2 separate regions of the Canis lupus genome follow, and region 2 is linked to region 1. The links are chromatin contacts, called in public Hi-C maps. All regions are on one chromosome and are shown on one strand. The core of a region is the stretch at or near the end of the contact, and the rest is flanking DNA. Distances in the headings are between cores, read along the strand shown.

Evidence for each region. A called contact is a pair of places that touch in the nucleus more often than the background predicts.
Region 2: a contact with region 1 is called in a Hi-C map of skin fibroblasts, with 2.2 times the contacts expected there. The contact joins the enhancer-like site here to the promoter of SUPT3H in region 1. A contact is called at or near these places in 2 of 9 Hi-C or Micro-C datasets (blood and skin fibroblasts).

What each region holds. Positions count from the first base shown.
Region 1 is chr12:13,875,481-13,882,728 of UU_Cfam_GSD_1.0, reverse strand. SUPT3H (transcription initiation protein SPT3 homolog) reads left to right here and starts at 1,384. Exons shown (of 12, transcript XM_038554227.1): 1 at 1,384-1,560. All of the region lies in intron 2 of RUNX2 (runt-related transcription factor 2), which reads right to left.
Region 2 is chr12:13,916,849-13,923,206 of UU_Cfam_GSD_1.0, reverse strand. It overlaps RUNX2 (runt-related transcription factor 2), which reads right to left. Exons shown (of 8, transcript XM_038554219.1): 3 at 1,818-2,158. Among named protein-coding and RNA genes, the nearest start is that of SUPT3H, 39 kb to the right of the region's middle. Within about 2 kb of position 5,011, at least 7 of the 20 cell types and tissues checked have an H3K27ac peak or open chromatin away from gene starts, as enhancers often do.

The DNA.
Region 1 (7,248 bases), core at 135-2,634:
GAATTTCTGTGAAGCACTTTATATTTGACGTCCCAGGAGTGGACTTAAGCATGGATGCTAACTCAGTTTTCTTCCCTAAACAGCTGAAAATAATGTTAAAAATAAGACTTCCTGTACTGAAGTAATTGACCGTTGTATTAAAGAGCTCCATCGGCATCCCTCAAATGGAGAGCACAGGACAGGTGGTTCCAAAGTGGACGTGCAAGATTTAAAAATGAGGAACAGGGGATCCCTGGGTGGCGCAGCGGTTTAGCGCCTGCCTTTGGCCCAGGGCATGATCCTGGAGACCCGGGATCGAATCCCACGTCGGGCTCCCTGCATGGAGCCTGCTTCTCCCTCTGCCTGTGTCTCTGCCTCTCTCTCTCTCTCTCTGTGTGACTATCATACATAAATAAAAAAAAAAAAAAAAAAAAAATGAGGAACAGGCCAAAATCCCAAGGAAAAATAATAAAATAGGATCATCCCCAAACAACAACAAACCACCCCCTGATACAGAAAGAAGATTTCAAAGATAAAAACGTGGTGGTTAGGGGATCCCTGGGTGGCGCAGCGGTTTCGCACCTGCCCTTGGCCTGGGGTGTGATCCTGGGGACTCAGGATCGAGTCCCACGTCGGGCTCCCTGCATGGAGCCTGCTTCTCCCTCTGCCTGTGTCTCTGCCTCTCTCTCTCTCTCACTGTGTGCCTATCATAAATAAATAAAAAATTAAAAAAAAAATAAAAAAGCAAAAGTGGAGGTTAGACGCCCGAACCCGGTACCATGAGGCCGGCGGCCGGAGCGAGGTATTCCCTGGGGCCCACCAGCAGGTCCCAGCGCCTCTCCGGGGATCCTGCGGCAGAGGCAGGGTGGGGAGCGGGCTCTGCAGGGCCTGCGGAACACGCGGGCGGCGCCGGCCCTCGGGGGAGCCAGTCTTTTGGAGGTTCCCCTCCCCCCTGCCGAAAGCACAGTCCGGGTAAGACCCCACTTCACCCCCATTCCTAGGCAGAAGCTCACACCCGCCAATCTCTGCCCGGAAGCTGCAAGCAAGCTTCCAGCGGAGGTCACTCAACCGCTCGAAAATCCGAGCCCGCTCAGCTCCGTTCTTCAACAACCGCCGGGGCCTCGAGCCGCCTTCGACGCTTCCCCCCGCAGGCCCCGCTGGGCGGCCGCCGCCGGGACGCCCGGCCCGCCGCACCGGAAGCGGCCGCGGCTGCGCCCCGCGACGCCCCGCCCCCAGCGAGCGTGGCGGAAGTGGCTCGCTCGGGGAAGGAGACCGCGGCCGCCTGGCCGAGCGCGCATGCGCTAGCGCCGCGCCCGCGCAGCTGGCGGTGGGGGCGTCCGCCGCGCTCCCTCCTCGTGTCCGCGGCCCCCGCCCCGCGGAGAGTCGGGCTCACGCCATCTTGTGCCCCCTCCCCCCCAAACCCCTGCCCCGGGCTGAGCCACTTTCTGCTTTTCGACACTCTCAGCCCTCCACCCCGCCCCCTTTCGTAGCGTGTCCCGGGCGCCGCCGCAGAAACCGCAGCATCTCTCCCCACCCTGTCCACGCGGGACGCGCAGCCGTGCCTACAGTGTTAGAGCGGAGGTTGTAGGGGCGCGGGGGGGGAGGGAGGCGGGGCGGGCGGGGAGAGGTCTGCCAACCGGGAGGGACGGCGCGCGGCAGCCCCGCGCCTGGGGGCCCCGCCCCGGCCCCGGCCCCGGCCCCGGCCCCGGCCCCGGCCCCAGCCCCAGGGCGGCTGCGGGGGAGGAAGGGGCGCTTTGGGGACCGGGCCCAGGGAGACGCTGCCCGGCTGGGCCCGGTCCTCCCGCCGGCGGGGAGCAGCCTCTTGACTCCTCCCCGTGGGCGGGCGGGCGCGGGGCGCGGGGCGCCGGCTGGGCTGGGCTGCGCTGGGCTGCGTTAGGGACCTTGGGCGCTCCTCCAGCTCGCGAGCTGCCGGGTAGACTCCTGGGGAAGGAGCGTTAGGGAGCGTTAGTAGGGGGGTCCGTCCCGGGAAGCCTGTGCCCCCACCGGTGCCCCCTGCGGGAGCTCTTGAGCTCGCATCTGGCCGACGGTCCGCTCTGCGCACGGGGTGGTAACAGCGCGGTTCTGAACCGTCGGCCTTATTGGGGGGAACAGCACCGGGCACTGACCCGATGTTAACTGCCATTGATTCTGGTCTCCCGTGTTTTAAGACCTTCCGAACGACTGTTTTCTAAATTAGAAATCAATACGCTCGAAGGTTTGATGAGCCGGGGTGAGACTTCTAGGAAGAGTGAACACCTGACGCTCAGAGAGGACACTAAGGTGCATCGTGACTGTGCACGCGGATACATTAGCGTCACTCGGCGAGGCTGCTACACAACAAACTTGAAACTGTTTCGTTTGAAAGAAATTAGTATATGTTTATCTGGGAGGAAAGGACCTGAGGTCTTAGTAAATGTTAGGAGTTAGAACTCAGGAAACGGAATTGAGTTAGCTGTGCGGAGATGTACTTGAAGGGCAAACTGAGGACGGATCTCCTGGAATTTCTGGTGGATGTTTCAGAGACTGGGTTTGATTGGATAGGATGAACAGGGTTTTTGATGGGGCTTTGCAAAAGGAGATGCACTTCATTGTACCTCATTATTGCAGACTTATTTCTGGGAATCTTGAAGCAGAGATCTAGAGCAGCCTAAGTTGGGAGCACCCTAAGTCTAGAGCAGCAGTGTCCAATATTGTAGAACTTTCTGCCATGTTGGAAATATTCTGTAGACTGTGCTGTACTAAGACCGTATCCACTAGCCTCAGGTGGCTCTCGAGCACTTGGATAGTGACTAGTAGTGCATTGAGGAATTTAATTTTAAAATTTAGTTTCAATTAACTTAAATATAAATAACCACGAGTGGCTGGTCCTTGTTGGACAATATAAGCTTAGAATTTAAATTTAGACTTTGAGACCCCTTCTGATTCTTGACTTGGTCGAGTTATAAGTGAAAGAAGCCGAGTCTTGGAATGTTTGTTGCCATAGGGAATCCTAATTATATTCAAATAATGCCTTTTGCTCAAATATTATAGTTAAAAGCATGGGTCTGTTAGTACTTATTTACAGCTTGACAAATTAAACTCATTCTTTTGACTCCTTAGGTGGTTCAGCTAATGCCAGATTCATCTGGAGAGCCATAGCAATACTAACTGACATTTCTTTTAATCATTATTGTACCAAATTGTGACCATGGATTTTCACTATCTTCTATCATTTTGGTTAGGTTTAATGAAAACTTTTCACGTTTTATTCATTTTTTTTTCCATTTGAAAGATGGGGTTTTAAAAAAAACAACTTTTGTATGATAAAGCAAATTGATAGTCTGTAGTAGTAGCCTTTGAACATTGGGCCATTTTATTTATTTTTTTTGCTAAAGATTTTATTTGAGAGAGGGCTCAAAGTGGGGGGAGGGAATTGAGGGAGGGGGAAAGCAGACTCCTGGCTGAGCAGGGACCTGGACTCCACTCAGAGCTTGATCCCAGGACCCTGAGATGAGGACCTGAGTGGAAGGCAGGTGCTTAAAGGACTGAACCACCCAGGTGCCCCAGCATTGGGCCTTTTTAGAAATAATTTTGTGGTCATTGGTATTCAGAACTTTTGAAGAGATAACTCTGAAACTGGTATTTGTAAAATTTCTTTCTTTGAGGGCAGCCCGGGTGGCTCAGCAGTTTAGCGCTGCCTTCAGCCCGGGGTGTGATCCTGGAGACCCGGGATCAAGTTCCGCATCAGGCTCCCTGCACAGAGCCTGCTTCCCCCTCTGCCTGTGTCCCTGCCTCTCTCTCTCTGTGTGTCTCTCATGAATAAATAAAATCTTAAAAAAAAAAAAAAAAAGAAATATGTAGGCTGTTTTTTTTTTTTTCTTTTTAAAGCAAATATCTGTAGAGTTCAGTTTCAGAATAAAACTTAAAAAAATACATTTTTTAATAGATAGCACCCTTAACTCTGGCCTGGTGCCTGTAAAATGGTGTCCTTGATCTCAAGGCTAAAAGATCGTCATTAGATCTGAGCCAAAAACTTAAAGCTCATGGATTAAGCATGTACAGAGAATAGCCTATATCATACAAATCAGGATGGGTTGCTCTTATATAGGGTGATTGTATACCCCACCTTCCCTGCGACAGTCATTATTTAGACCCTGTTTTTCCGGGTATAATTATTAATAGAGCCCCTTTCATATAAAAAATGTCCCAGTTGGTATCACATATGATCACCCTACTTTTATTCTTGTTGAAATTTGTAATATGTAATTTTAGGAGGATTAACCATATTGCAGTCTCACAAATGTACTAAAGTATTGAGAGAATTATTGCTTATGTGCTCAAGTAATAGATAAGAAATCTAGAATAAGGCCAGCAAGTGACCTGTCCATTTAAGCTGCTGGTAATTAAACATTTTTTCTTTTCTCCTTATGTTAGATGGAAATCTTGGGCAGCTTGAATTTTGGTTTTCTCTACATAAATGATCTTTGGTGTAGGAGGCTCAAAGTTAGGCCATGTCAATCAAATCAGAAGACACTATTCTTGTTGAAAATAACTCCCATTTTATTTTACGGTGAAGTTGAACAGTGAAGTTGGTCAGAAATCTGTTTATGTATTTATAATGTTCAAGAAGGATTTTGCTTATAGTTCACTCAAATAATAAAAATACTTAGCCAAATGCATTATTGTATTAATTTATACTGTGATTGGTAAAATGTTTTATTGAGACTCAAACACACTTGGTTTGAGTCCTTACTCTGCTGAGGATTAAATCCATGTGATGATGTGTTGGGTATAGCAAAGCACATAAGAATTAAGTGCTCAGTAAATATTAGCTGTTTTAGCCTTAAGTTTATTGAACAATAGACCTGGAAGAGCTATTGATGTTCTGAGATACATTGTGGATAGATGCAAAGAAGTACTTAAAACTAATTCTGAAAACATAAGTTAAGCCCTTTTCTACCATATTCTCTCCTTGTGACTGTAGTTCAGGTATTTAACTTCTCTGATCCTCATTTTCCTCATCTATAAAGTGGAATTAGTATCTCAACTCATCCCAGCCTTCTCACAGGATTGCTGAAGACTTCAGAGGAGAATTACACAATTGTCTTGCTTTACAAACATTTTATTTTTTAATTGATTTTGTCCCAATTTTGTCAACCTACTACCTCTAGTAAAGATTGACCTTAATCTGCAAAAATTGTTGTATATTTTTATTTGTAAAACAGCATAGAGTATATTGGGCACTGCCCGAGGTTGCTCTCTTTAATGGTACTGTAAATGATGGTAATGGTGCTTGACTGATCTGGTTGCAATATATTTTCTTCTCTCTCTTTTTTTGTTTTTTTTTTACTTCTTCAAGATTTATTTATTTTAGAGGGGGGTGCAGAGGGAGAGCGAGAACCCCAAGCAGACTCCATGCTGATCATGGAGCCTGACGTGGGGCTTGATCCTAGGACCCTGAGATCATGACCTGAGCCAAAACCAAGAGTGGATGCTGCCTGGGCCACCTAGGTGCCTGTGATATATTTTCTACATAGAACAACTACATACTGCTGCTAAGGGAGACCCAACATTTTCATGGGCATTTGATGTGTTCCATCTAGTTCCATGTGCTAAATGTTATGTCATTTATTTATCCAGACATGTCATTCCCACTTAATAGGTGGTACTGATAAGGCTCTTACTTTTTGGAATAGATCTGTCAGGATTTTTGCATTATACTACTACCTCTGATAATATATGGCTGATAGTGGATATTGAAGGTTAAATAAAATAATGAATGTGAGAATAGCATGCTGTCTGGCATAGGATAGATATGTAGTAGTTGCTGGAAGAAATGGTTGTTCATTGAATTCATAGGGCAGTAAATTGAAATAATTTGTGCGAGAGTACTTTATAAATGCAAAATAATATGCAAATACAAATTAAAATCTTGAAGTATATTCTTGCTATTTTAAATGCTGTAGAGGTTTTATGACTGAAGATTGTATAATTCATTTCATGTTATTTGTTTCTGGATCTTTAAAGGACTACTCATAATTATAACATTCCTTCTCTGAGAGTATATATGTTTAATGATAGTACTTTATGATAAGCTTTTAAGAAACTATAGTTTTGCTTGGATTCTTTCTTTTCTTCTTCTTCATCATCATTATCATCATCATGAACCGAGTGCTTTCTATGTATTAGGCACTGTCCTGAGTGCTTTTTTTTCTTTTTCTTTTTTTTTTTCTGAGTGCTTTATATATACATTTCTTTGTGTAATCTACGAGAGGAGTACTTTTAGCCTGTATTCTAAAGATGAGGGAACTGAGGCAAGGAGGTGATGTGACTTGCCCAAGGTCACATGGTAAATGTTTCGAGTCTGTATTTGAACTCCAGAGCCCAGCTGTTTACTGCTAAACTGTGAGTCGGCATAGGCAGATACTTCACAACAAAGTTCCTATGACAAACACATTGTGGAGGTCTTATGAGTTAATTATGATCAACTTTTATTTGTATGTTCCTTGTGGGATAGTAGAAAGAACTCAGGACCAGAAGTCAGGGGACTTCAGTTTTAATCCCAGCTGTATCACTAAATAGTGATGTGTCCTTGGGCAGTTCAAGAAACCCCTCTGGACTTCAGTTTCCTCACCTGAAAAATGAGGGATTTGGATGAAATTAGTTTTTTTCAAACTGTAGTTCTGCACCTCAGATGTCTTTGGTTCTCCTCCCACCAGTTTGTATAGTTAGAGTTTGGTCTGTTATAATTGTTTATCTATCTGCTTGAGATTTACTTTTAAGCACAGAATTCCTGAACTTTTGAAGTCATCAGTGTCTGAGTTAATTTTGTTACAAGTCCCCTGATTGCTTACTATGTGCGCACTTCCCAGTAATTTCATGTTATTTTAGAGTGTTAAAGGAGATAGGTATCGTTTACAAATGAAAAAAACCAAGGCACTAAAATGGGAGAAGGTTAGTAAATTTTTGTTAAGATATATATGTACATGGACAGAATATTTCAGGTTATTAGCTACCTGGGATCAAAGCCTGACTTTTGTTAGACTTGTGACCTTTACCCAGTTTTTACTCTTTGCTTCCTCATTGGTAGGGGGATAATACTTGCCTTGTAGGGTGAGTGTGAACAGATGTGGACTAATGCAGGTGAAAAACCCTGTAGAAACTCTGAAATGCTTATACAAATTCATCAATTTTTTACATGCCTACAGCAAATCTTTTTTATTTTTAATCACATTAACTGTGTTTTTAACTGCATCAGATAGTTTATTGACTTGTTTATATTTAAAATAA
Region 2 (6,358 bases), core at 3,762-6,261, 37 kb before region 1:
CCAACTGCAAAATGAAACCTGCCCAGAATGCAACATCCCCTTTCCTCCACAATTCATTCTGACCTCTCTTCTGATAGAAGACCCAGCTAGATAACCGGCTCTAAATGACCTGGACGCCTCTCTCTTTCCACCCCACCCACACACTGAATCTGAACCGGTGCGTGGGGTGGGGGGCGATCCACAACAGGGGACCGCCAGGGGCCTGCGGGTGTGTGGCCACAAGGTCCACGGTGGAGGCCCTGGCACGATCCCCCCCTCCTCCCGCCCCCCAACCTGGCCAGGCCTCGCTAACCCTGCTGTCCACAGATCCCAGATCCCAGGGGACCCAGGCCCACCTTTCCCAAGTCCAGAGGCCACGGCCAGGGCGGGCGAGGCTCCTTTCCCAGTCTGGCCCGCCGCCCGCTCCACCCCGGGCGCCCAGTCCCGCGAGTGTGAACTGCCCCGGGAACCGGTTCCCCATCAGCCCAGCGCGCGCCGGCCGGGGGCTCCGCGCCTCCCCCTGGCGAGGGCCGCCCGGGAAAGCCGGCCCGCGTCCCGGAGAGCCGCCGGGGACCGCGAGGGGCTCGGGACCCTGCCCCCCCGAACCTGCCCAGGCCGCGGCTACCGCCCGCCGCCCACGCCCGCCCTGCAGCTAACGGGCCGCGGCGGGCGGAGGAGGCCGCGGGGCGCGGGGAGCGCTCTCAGGCCTCGGGGTCGCTCCTCCACGCCCAGGCCCCGGACCGCGGCCCCCCACGACCTTTCAGAAGCAGGAGGGCCCTCTGGGACTCAAGTCCCTTAAAAGTCCCCAGAAGAGAAATCCGCAAACTTTCACCTCCTTTTTCAAGGCGGCGGTGCCAAGGCATCCCCCGGGTTTCCCTTATCCCTCCCAGGTGGGGTGAGGCGGGGGGCCGGGGCCAGCTCCCGGAGGCGCCCCCGCCCCCGCCCCCGCCCCCCCGCCGGCCACCTCCCCGCACCGAGGGTCCAGCGCCCGGGGCTCCGGGGCTCCGGGGCTCCCCCGCCTCGGGGCGCGCGGCGACCTGGCGGCCCCGCCTTCCTCCCGCTAACGGGCACGGCGCGGGGCTGCGCGCCCCCCGAGCGCCCCGGTCCTGTGTCACCCTCAGGCCTCCCGGAGCCCCCCGATTTGCCCGGGACCCTCTCGGACGCCGGTCCCGCGGCCCGCGCGCCACAGCCGGCACCCGGCGCCCCGCCCCGGACGCTAGCGCGCGGCGCCGGCACCCCACGAACGCTGGCCCCCCAGAGCCGGGAGAGGCCGGGCCGCCGAGGCGCCCGCGGCAGGGGCAGGGGCAGGGGCAGGGGCAGGGGCGCCAAGCCGGGCGGAGGGGCGTCTGCGCCGCGGGGCGAGCGTGGGAGCGCGCGGGACCCCAGGGAGGGGCGGCGCCGGCAGCCCGCGCTGCGCCGCCGGCGGGTGAGCCCTGCGCCCGGGGCGCGCGGTCGGGGGCAGGAGGCCGGGGCTCCCAGCCCCGGGGAGTGGGGGCGGGGGGCGGCGCCCGGAGCGGCACCGAGGGGCTCCTGGGGGAGGGGGCACGGCTCGGGGGAGCGGGTTGGGACGCCGCCGGGGCCCCGGGGTAGTGAACGGCTCCAGGGGCCAGGGGCTGAGCGCTGGCCGCGGGCACAGGTGGGAGAGGGAAGGATCTGCGCGGGGCCATCGCCCCCGACCCGCCGAGGGATCCGGGGGCAGAGGGCCAGTGGGGGCGGCCCTCGGGGGAGAGCCCCCGAGGTGGGCGGCCGAGGGCCCCGGCCCCCCGCGGGCACGGAGACGCTGGCGGGCAGGTCCCGCGGCGCCCGGCCGGGGGCGGGGGGCGGCCGCAGCTGCTCACCTTGAAGGCCACGGGCAGGGTCTTGTTGCAGCGCCAGTGCGAGGGCAGCACAGAGCACAGGAAGTTGGGGCTGTCGGTGCGGACGAGCTCGGCCGGGTGGTCAGCGATGATCTCGACCATGGTGCGGTTGTCGTGCGGCGGCCGCAACCGGGGCACCGCGGCCGCCGCTGCCGCCGCCGCCGCCGCCGCCGCCGCCTCCTGCTGCTGCTGCTGTTGCTGCTGCTGCTGCTGCTGTTGCTGCTGCTGCTGCTGTTGCGCAGCCACCACCGGGCTCACGTCGCTCATCTTGCCGGGCTGCAGGCTGCTGGAGGGAGGGCTGAAGCGCCGGCTGGTGCTCGGATCTACGGGAATACGCATCACAACAGCCACAAGTTAGCGAAGTGGCCGGGGGAGGGGGAGGAGGGTGGAAATGAGGGGCGAGGAGGAGGAAATTGGGGGGGTGGAGGCGAGACGGGGGGAAAGGGGATGGAGGTGATGGGGCCGAGGAGGTGAGAAATCAAGTTCGATGAAGCCGACTGCCGGGGAGTAGTCTGACGGGGGCCAGCGGCGGCGATGCGGAGCAGTCGGGTGGGCGGGTGGGCGGGCGGGGAGACCCGGGGGCACAGATCTTGCCGGAGCCTTCGGAACGCCCGCGGTGGCAGCTGAGAACCGGCGCGGGGATGCGTGCGGCCTGGGGCGGCGGGGGCTTCAGGTTGCAGCGCGGAGCGGGGTCCCTTGGGGCGCCGCGTCCTGGGTGCGCTGGCGCCCCCTCCCAGGTGGAGTCCGGTGGTGGATCGCGGTGGGCTCAGCAGTCCAGCCCCGGGCCGGCGTGGCCGCGCGCTGCCCGCCACCGCCGCGCCGCGCGCGCAGCTCCCCAGCTGCAGGCGTCCGCGTCCGCGTCCGCGCCCGCCCTCCCGCGCCGCCGCCTCCGCCGCCTCCGCCGCCTCCGCCGCGGCCTCCGCTCCCCCCGCGCCCGCCGCGCGCTCAGATTCCTGCCGCGGCGGCTGCCAGCCCGGCTCCCCGGCTCCGCTCCTTCCTCTCCTGTCTCCTCTTCTGGCCTTCTCCCGGCCACCTCCTTGCATCCACTGCCTCCTGCTCTGTGCACAGCGCCCCTGACCCTCGCGCGTCCAGGTGCCTGGAGGGGAGTCGCGGGCAGCGGACCTCGAGCCGGGGTGAGGCGCAGCCGCTGCCGCCGCCCGCCGGCCAGAGCGGGAGCCGGGGCGCAGCGCGCAGCTTCCGCAGCCGGAGAGGCGGCCCCGGCGGAGGGGAATCTCGCCTGATCGGTCCTCTCGCTGCTCCCCGACCCAGGACGAGGAACCCCCTCTTGGTCGCACGGGCTGAAGCCGAGACGCCAGAGAGCCGCGGGCTGGACTGACTGTCGTTATTTTTCGTTGTAACTTCAGGAGAGGAGGAAGGAAAATTCTTGAGCGGCTGTGCTGACTTCTCGGCACTCTTCACCCTTCCCCCACCCCACCCCCCACCTCTGCCGGAGCGGCTCCCAGGGGGGGAAAAAATGATTTTGCAGAGTTTGGGTGCTTTTTTGTCTTAAGTGACACAAAAAATTGGGGTGGAGAGGACACTCGTCAAATAGTTTTTAGAAACTCAAGTGGTTGGCTGGACACTTTTTCTTTCTATATTCAAACTTGTCGTTCCTAGAGAACAAGGATGAGTTTTTGGGGTTTGTTTTTTTTTTCTTTCTCTCTCTCTCTCTCTCTCTTTTTTTTTTTTTCTTTTCTTTTTAAGGACCGGAAAACTGTCAGTTGGATGATTAAAATTAGTTGCAAAAACCTTGCTGAGGAAAAACCCCAGCAGTTTTCCATGAATTTGAATCTTTTATTAAGTCTATTCTGCATCTAAAACTAAGTCTAATACCTTAACTTTCTTCCCCACCACTCCCGGGGGGGGGGGGAGGAATAAAAATACAAAATAAAGTATCCAAAATGCTTCATTGGCTATTTATTTATGTATTCATTTCCCAATGTGGGTTTAAAAAGCGACTTTGGATCCCCCAAAAAGTTGTGGTCGAGAGGATGAAGGAGCGCGGAAAAAAAGCGGCAGTTTTACCTAAAATGTGGTTTTTGGAGGCTGGGATTTCTAATGATTAGGTTTTTGTGGTTTATATAGACACGACTCTGGCTAAGGCGATCATTACGCTGATGAGAGTCAGAAGCACGTGGGTGTCTCCGACCAGCCTCAAACTCGGAACCTTCAAAACAAATAAAACAATGTGCGGCGCCCGCAGAAGCCGGAAAATCCGCTTGAGGCTATTGCACCCCCAAAAGGGGGACACAGGGCCCTTTCCCCTCCTTGCTGTATACTGCGACCTTCCTTGCTTCCTGTCAAACTCCTTTACACCTCCCTTTACACCTCGAAAACGTGTCTGCAAGAACAATCCTAGTTGCCAAAATCTCAAAGATTCCCAACAGGGTAGCTGATACCCATCATCAGTGATTTTACGAAATAAATGAAAAAACTTATAACACTTCGCCCTGGGAGTATTCTGGAATAAAGATAGTTGAGTCATCACTCATTCCCCCCACCCCCATCTTATTTAAAACAATTCTCGTGCCCATTAATTGGCGTTTTTACTGCCCACTCAGCGCGGATGCCTCTGTCACCCCGGTAGCGACCTGCCACGACCCTCTCCGGCCGGTTTTCCAGCCCAGCGTGCCCTCGCCCAGTGGGCGCCCGCGTCTGCGCCTCTGAAGGTGCCTGGAAGGGCTGAGGGGGCGCGGGGCGCGGGAGGGGGGGCCCGGGGCCAGTCACGGACTCTGGAGCCCATTTCAAGCGCACAGGGAACGTGGAGGCTGTCCTAATGTGACGGGAGGAGAGGCTTGCCCTCCAAGGAGAGGCGCCCGCGACAGAGGGGCCTCCACCCGCCGGGCGGACGGGTGGGGGCTGGGGTGCACGGGCGTGAGGCCTCGCGGGGGTCACTACGGAGCTCAGGGGACACTGCTCGGTCCTTCCTCCCCGGGGCTTCCTCTGCACCTTCTCTTTCTCCCTTCCCTACTCCACGCCTCCCTCCTGCGTCGCACCCTCTCCCAGGTTACTCTCCACCTTCCCGCCTCTCCCCAAAATACCCCCCCACCCAGAGACGCGCGCCTCCTCCGCGCGCCCCTCCCGCCTCCTCGGCCTTCCCACGGCCGCTTGCCACCCCGCGTGCCACATTCAGCGCCCCGCGCGATGACTCCCCCTCCCTAACCCACTCCTAGCCCCCGGCCTCCTGGCCTCCGGCCCCGGCGCCAGGGGATGCGAGACAACCCCCCTGATCGGAGGAACTGGACGCGCAGCGAGGAACCCAGCAGCTGTTTCCTGCGCGTGCGATTTTTAATTATCTTTTCCGTCACAGGGGAGAGCTCTAACCCTGGGCACCGCCGCGCAGCCTGTGCGCACAGGGTCGAGTGTTCCCCAGCCGCAAGCGGCCGTAACTGTAACCCCTCCAAAAAAAAAAAGAGAGAGAGAGAGAGAGACCACACCACATCCATGACTCTCCTACCTTACACACCTACTCGCATACACTGGGACATGCACTCTCCCATAGCCACATGCTGGCACTCAGGTACACACGCACACATGCACACACACACACACACACACACACACACACTCCAAGGTTGCTTGCTTTATTTTGGTTTGGTTCGGTTTGGTTTTATTTGGGGCATGTTGTACCACTGTCTAACGAAGACCTCTGACTTGTTTTGTTTGGGTTTTAAATGCGTAGGGGCTGCAAAGCAGGGAAAAAGTTACAGGAACTGGATTATATCCGTGGTCAAAGGGAGGTAGGAATTCAGTGACTACCCTCCTAGGCTGGTGATAGGAGGCTGTCCTTCTCCCAGGAAGTCCACAAGAACAGGGAACTCCCAGAAAATCTGAGGATGCTAAGTCAATATTTCAAATACAGGCGACCAGAGGGGCTTTTGCAAATAAATTCTAGAGCATTTTGAATTTAAGTAATCATATTGGAGAATTTTCCTTTCTTTCTGCCTCTGTTCTGTCCTGTCTTTGTTTTACTTGGAGGATATAGTAAAACATGCAGGCCTCAGTGGTTGGGTACCTTGACTGGGGATTTTCAAGGCGATTTAATCAATGGTGAGTTATTTATTTTAATTAATCATGTCCGGTAATTTAGCTTTTATAGCCTTCCTTGGGCATCTTCCCTCCATTTTATATTTCAGTGAAACTAATATAAGCAGCTCTTGGAAGTTACTGGTCTTGGATCCCTTAAAATATCCTACAGTTATTTATAATGTGGAAATGAAATTTTCCACTGAATACCCTAACATCGTTTCAGGTATCTGGCACAGCAGATTTTCAGTCTCCTTTCAAAAATATCCTCTTGGTGAACATTCACACTTTCAGCTGGAACCAACTGAGCCTGGAACTGATGATGTCTTGGCTCAGAGCGTTTTACTTAACAGAAGAAAACATTTTTACAGACCCCTAAACCAAACCTCTCCTGGTAATAGTAGGCACATAGGAAAACCATGAGATTTTTCATATGTGTATTTTCTGCTATAGTTTGCATGATCTCACTCTTGAGTTTAGATTTTCTTCTACCTCAA